2 separate regions of the Mus musculus genome follow, and region 1 is linked to region 2. Evidence: chromatin contacts called from public HiChIP or PLAC-seq data. All regions are on one chromosome and are shown on one strand. Each heading gives the region's core, a stretch centred on a gene start, on an enhancer-like site or on the middle of the called end of the contact. The rest is flanking DNA. Distances are from core to core; before and after follow the strand shown. Region 1 overlaps Gm34590 (a long non-coding RNA gene). Region 2 has its middle 12 kb from the start of Gm41299.

The links. HiChIP or PLAC-seq counts read pairs in DNA pulled down with a chosen protein or histone mark.
Region 1: an HNF4G HiChIP or PLAC-seq map of pancreatic cancer cells shows a contact between it and region 2. The contact joins two enhancer-like sites. A contact is called at or near these places in 1 of 15 datasets of contacts at CTCF or cohesin (the NIH/3T3 cell line), 4 of 484 Hi-C or Micro-C datasets (the AtT-20 cell line, CD4 T cells, the HL-1 cell line and 1 more), 4 of 115 datasets of contacts at active chromatin or transcription factors (CD8 T cells, embryonic stem cells, microglia and 1 more) and 1 of 9 other capture datasets (embryonic stem cells).

The regions. Positions count from the first base shown.
Region 1 is chr15:36,959,677-36,962,376 of GRCm38.p6, forward strand. The region is part of intron 7 of Gm34590 (a long non-coding RNA gene); the gene reads left to right. Among named protein-coding and RNA genes, the nearest start is that of Gm34590, 23 kb to the left of the region's middle. Within about 2 kb of position 1,300, at least 136 of the 459 cell types and tissues checked have an H3K27ac peak or open chromatin away from gene starts, as enhancers often do. A contact at or near this core is called in the AtT-20 cell line, the HL-1 cell line and pancreatic cancer cells, where this site is marked.
Region 2 is chr15:36,854,388-36,857,160 of GRCm38.p6, forward strand. No RefSeq gene overlaps it. Among named protein-coding and RNA genes, the nearest start is that of Gm41299, 12 kb to the right of the region's middle. Within about 2 kb of position 1,339, at least 126 of the 459 cell types and tissues checked have an H3K27ac peak or open chromatin away from gene starts, as enhancers often do. A contact at or near this core is called in the AtT-20 cell line, the HL-1 cell line and pancreatic cancer cells, where this site is marked.

The sequences.
Region 1 (2,700 bases), core at 50-2,549, 110 kb after region 2:
CTTTGGTTTGTTGGCCACTTGGCAACATCAAGGACCCAAACTTCTGCCCTTTTTGCCCTTTTTCTTCTTTGCAAACTGGCTGCAAGAGTTCCCTACATCATGACATCAAGAGGCAGAAGAGAAAGGTGAGATTAACAGTTTGGGTTTCCTTTTTTAGCCAGCTCTGCGGACCTCAGCTCTATCCACTGCTCTTCAAAATGGATAACTGAAATAAAACGAACAATGTCTCTCTTCAGGCATAGCAAAAACAAAACAAAACAAAACAAAACAAAAAAAAAACCTAAAATTAGTAGATGAAGATAAAGGTGCCTCTCAGAAATGCTTGTCTGGTTTTATTGCTCAGGAAAAAAAAGGGAGAAAGGGAGAACTAGACCACCCAAAGCATGTGTGGGCCCTGCACAACCAGATGCGTGGACTGGCTCACACCCATTTCTCTTCACACTCTGCAATGCTTTCTTTGTAGCAAGTCTAGCCACACACCTCAATTTCCAGGGATTAAGTTAAACCAATCCCTTTGCTTCAAAGTATAAATACCCATGGAGTACAAAGATTAAATATCCAGTCCCTGATCCAGGCGGCTGCAGACAGAGCTCACGATGTGCTGCGGAATCTTTCCCGAGGGCTAGGATTTCTTTCTTTTCTAGGGCGCTATGAAATGTGAAGTGCTAGAGGGCCACCGTTGGACACGGGGATGCTATTTCAGTAATAAAACGCATATTCTTCACAATGCAGATGGCACTCTGAGTTCCACAGATGGGACTGGGGCTCTGGGGAGAGGCAAACAGAAACGGTGGGTGTGGCGAGGCATGACGTCATCCTAGCTAGGGCTTTCTCTAGAACGGTGGCAAGTTTACTGCTGAATCATCCCTGGGGCCAGTTATCGGCATGTCAGTTGGACAAAGGTCCCTGTAATTAAGCCCTGATTCACCACTTACCTCCGCACCATTCTGCTTATGTTGCCTTTGGAGGCCAGACAAGAAACATGAATACATAAAATTAACCTATCTGTGAGAGCTGCGCAGAAGCCAACGCTGTTGTGAAACCAGTGCTATTGCTAGTCTTCTCTCAATAGCACAAATGTAGGTATGTGGACTTGGGTGTTCATTTGCACACACACACACACACACACACACACACACACACACACACACATCCATCAGAGAATGCACATTCTGGACTTTGATCTGAAGTAAATGTTAATTCCTGAAATAATTTGGGATCTATATTTGCTTTGGCTACAAACCGGAGACTCTCTTGCATGCCCAGCAGAGGAAACGGCGTGGGAGAGCCATCTGAGTCCTCAAAGGTCAGCACTTTCATCCTTCTGGAGAGGCACAAACCTGCTGTCAGATGCAGGGCTGCACCCAGTCCCAGGAAGGCAACAGATATAGAGGTGTCTGGCTTCTTTCTCTGGTTAACTCATCACCCACTAACAGTCTGCAAGGGATCAGTGGCCTCAGCTAGTCCCAAGTAGGCCAGAGCGTCCTCTCCATCCAGATACAGGAAGGCCCTTGTCAACATGTTCACTGGCCAACTAAGATAGCCATTGTGGGAGGTATCCAGAAAGGATGAAGAAGTCACAAGAGCCGTGAAAGATGCTTCTCTCTCTCTCTCTCTCTTTTTTTTTTTTTTTTTTTTTTTTGGTTTTTCGAGACAGGGTTTCTCTGTGTAGCCCTGGCTGTCCTGGAACTCACTTTGTAGACCAGGCTGGCCTCGAACTCAGAAATCCACCTGCCTCTGCCTCCCGAGTGCTGGGATTAAAGGCGTGCGCCACCACGCCCGGCTGATGCTTCTCTTTAGTATCATGCTGGACTCAAGTCTCCATCGATGTTGAAGATATTTCCATTGCCTTTATAGGAGTTGGGGTGGGAGGTGAGATGAGCGGGTACGAGTGAGCAGAACAGAGCCATTTACCAATGTCTTGGGACACTTTGACAAGCAAGCCGTCATTACAGAGAACTGTCAAGGCTTAGCATTCCTTTCTACAGAACAACCAGTAATTGGTAAGAGCTAATGTATATGACGTGCTTGCTGTGTGCCCTGCACAGTTGAGAGCTTCCATGCATTTAGACCCCAGACCCAACAGGTCGGTGCTTCTTTACCATTTATAGATGAGGTAGTCAGCCTTGGGGATACTGTGATGGCTCAGTGAGTAAAGATAGTTGCTGTCAAGCTTGACAGTCTGAATTTGATGCCCTGGGACCTACATGGTGGAAAGAGAACTGACTTCCCCAAGCTGTCCTCTGACCTCTACACACACAGAGAGTCACAGACACATACATACAAACGACACACACACAGACACACACACAATAGACACACATACACTAAACAGATGCTTTGTTTTTGTCCTTTAAAGAAAGTAAACCTCAGGCAGAGGAGAGCCTTTCACTGTCTGCAACCACCCTGTTTACCTGCCTGTTTCTAAAGCTGGGTCCTTCCCATTCTGCCGCAGACCCTCTGGGCCCCTTTGTCTGCGTGGAACGGGTCTCTAGTCGCAGGTGGGCAAAGCGTCACAGACTGATGCACACAGGAGAGGTTGTGTAGAATCTGAATGTAATTTGTCAAATCGAGCATCAAACTTTTTATACAGAAGAAAATAGGGAAGTTGGGTGATACACCAGCAAGGTACAAAGAGGTTACTGGATTCTTACACAAAACAGAGGAATACAAACACAGAAGGTCTGACAGGAACCACCT
Region 2 (2,773 bases), core at 89-2,588:
CTTTTTTAATGAGTCATACTTAAAAAGGTTCCCCTGACCTAAAAGTTATAACGGACTCACCTATGCTTCCTTCTAGTCACTATAAGATTTTATACATTTAAATCTTAGATCAATTTATATTATGTCCTCATATATAGCCTTATTTAGTCTATACCAGATGGCCACCAAGTCATTCTCTTGTACTTACTAACCCTTTAACATTTAGCTGCATATATATATATATATACATATATAGCATACACATATATACACACACATTTATGTGTATGCTATATATGTGTATATATATATATATACATACATGTATGTGTATGTGTGTGTATATATGTATGTATGTTCTGATAGCCTGACATGAAGAAAGAGAGGAAGAAGGAGGCGTATCCATTCACTCTCACTCGGATCCTGTAGAGGTATCAGCAAAGGATCTTTTACTTGTCTAGCAAGGATTATTGGCTACAAAACTTAGAAGGGGCTCTACTGACTTAGGCTAACAAAGGGTTCATTCAATGGATGTGGGCCCCAGTTAGTCAGTGGAGAACTGAGTCGACACTCAGACCTTGGGAGTGATGACAGCAGGCACAGCCCTGGGAGCTCAACACGGATTCCCAGTCACTGTGATTCAGCCAGAACAAACTTCCTGTGTGTCTGTGTTTAGGCTTCAGTTCCTGGGAGGGTTGTCTGATGGGACTTGGTGACTTGCCTACTCCCAATGAGCAGTGGTTGGGGGTCCTCGGATTAGTTGAACGTCAGAGCCATGTGCGTGGTGCAGAGGCCAGCTTCTCCAAGGAAGAAATGCTGGGCAACCAAACCAAACAAAGACTGGCAGCAGCTGTCCACAGTGTTGGTAAAAATAGCAACAATAAAAATAGCAGCGATTTGCTGACTGTTGTCTAGAGGCTGGGAACTGGGCTAACTCTTTCATCCCAGCCACCTTCTTCCCACTTCAGTCTGCCCTTTGACTGGTGAGAAAACAGAAGATGAAGAAATCTTCTTTGAGACACAACCAGTGCTTGACATAACAGGGACTCGGGCTGAGTGTGTCTACCCAGCCAGGCCTCTGCACCACACATCTTAAGATACTGTCCTCTAAGAATGAATGTGGGCTTTGAGTGCTCCAAGGGCTCTAAACACAGCTGTAGGTACTCCCTCTCACATCCAGAGTGCACCTGCTGAATCCTCCTGGAGATGGTTGACTTTTGTGACAGTCCTTGGTGCCCAGCATATTCAGGGTCGAGCCTTTCATTTATTCTGTCATTGAAGCCATCTTTGGCCAACGTGTGCTGTACTGTGTTGGCAACAGCGGCGGATGCTGCTTCTAGCTAGCTGCATAGCCCTCCCTTTGATCTCCTGCCAGTGCCTGAGCAGGCTTTGCTCCACCCCTGTCCCAGGGATCTTAGTCACCACCTTCTCTAGTTCAGAAATGCAGACATGGTGCCCATGCACAACCTGCCCTGGGCCTCTGCAGCTTTGTGGCTGGGCAGAGGAATTAGAATGTCAGTTCCTCACCTAAGTACCCACACCATACTAGAGTGCTTATCCTTAAGTCACACCCCTGTCAACGTCAGCAAGGGAGTCCTAGAAAACTACGTGTTCTTCAGTGTGCCAGCTCCTGTAGGCCATGCCCAAGCCTGCGTGTTTTCTTGTCCTCCCTCCTTTCCTTATTCAGAGATCTGCAAATCTCACCATCCCTTGGGCTGGGCAGCTCCTGGTGGGGTGTGGTCTGAGTTCCTGCCTGTGGAACCCTGGTGACTGAGGTGAGATCTCTGCATGTGACCTCCTCAAGAATGGGTGAGTTGCTTAGATTTCTGCTTTGCATGCCCTACAGCCATCTGGAGTGAGCACAGCTCCTTCTCAGCAGGCCTGGGGTCAATAGGATAGCCACAGGACACTTTATCCTCCAAACCATGTGGGGCTAGGAAAGGCTAGTTCTTGTGGGGGGAAGAGAATTCTCTTTCCCATCTGTGTCTTGGCAGAGAACTAAGAGGACTTACCAGCATTCAGATGGAACAACTGGGATTTACCAATGTCCTCTGTCCAGACTTCAATAGCCTACAAAGCCAGCCAGTGTACCCTGAGGAATGACACTTGGGGTTGACCTCTGACCTCTACATGAGGACATCACCTGTGCATGTGTAACACTGTTGCCATCATCAGATTCTCCCCACCACACACGTGCAAGTGCACACACACACACACACACACACACAGCTTATTCCTCCTCTTCAGATGTAACTGGGTGCCTTTCTAATGGATACAGTGTGACAGACATCATCGGATGTGACTTCCCAGGCTAGGTCACTTGGTTAACAAGCTCATAAATTGCTCACTGGGGTATAAGTGTGTCCCCATCTTGCTATATGGATGTTCAGTGGCTGTCTGCTCACCACATACATGAGCCAAATTGTAAAGGGTTCTCTAGACAAGTGTGTACTGACTACACCTCAGGAGGATTCCTCTTTACTCTGTGGCAAAAAATACCTGAGAGGAACCAACCTGAGTTGAGGGGTGGTGGTGTGATTTTGACTTCTAACCTGAGGGTCTGTCCATCACGTCCAGGAAGGTATGGTGGCAAGAGTGGCTTCCAGCTCTAATGACAGGAACCTGGGGTAGGATAGCTCTGGAGTTGGGCAGCAGAGAGAATCAGTGCCGTGCTCTCTCAGTTGCCCTTTTTGTCCAGTCCATGTTCTGGTGCACTCACACCCAGGGCTGTCTTCCCTACTCTGTCAAACCTCTGTGGACATGCCCTTCAGACTTGGCCAACCTTTGTCTCCCA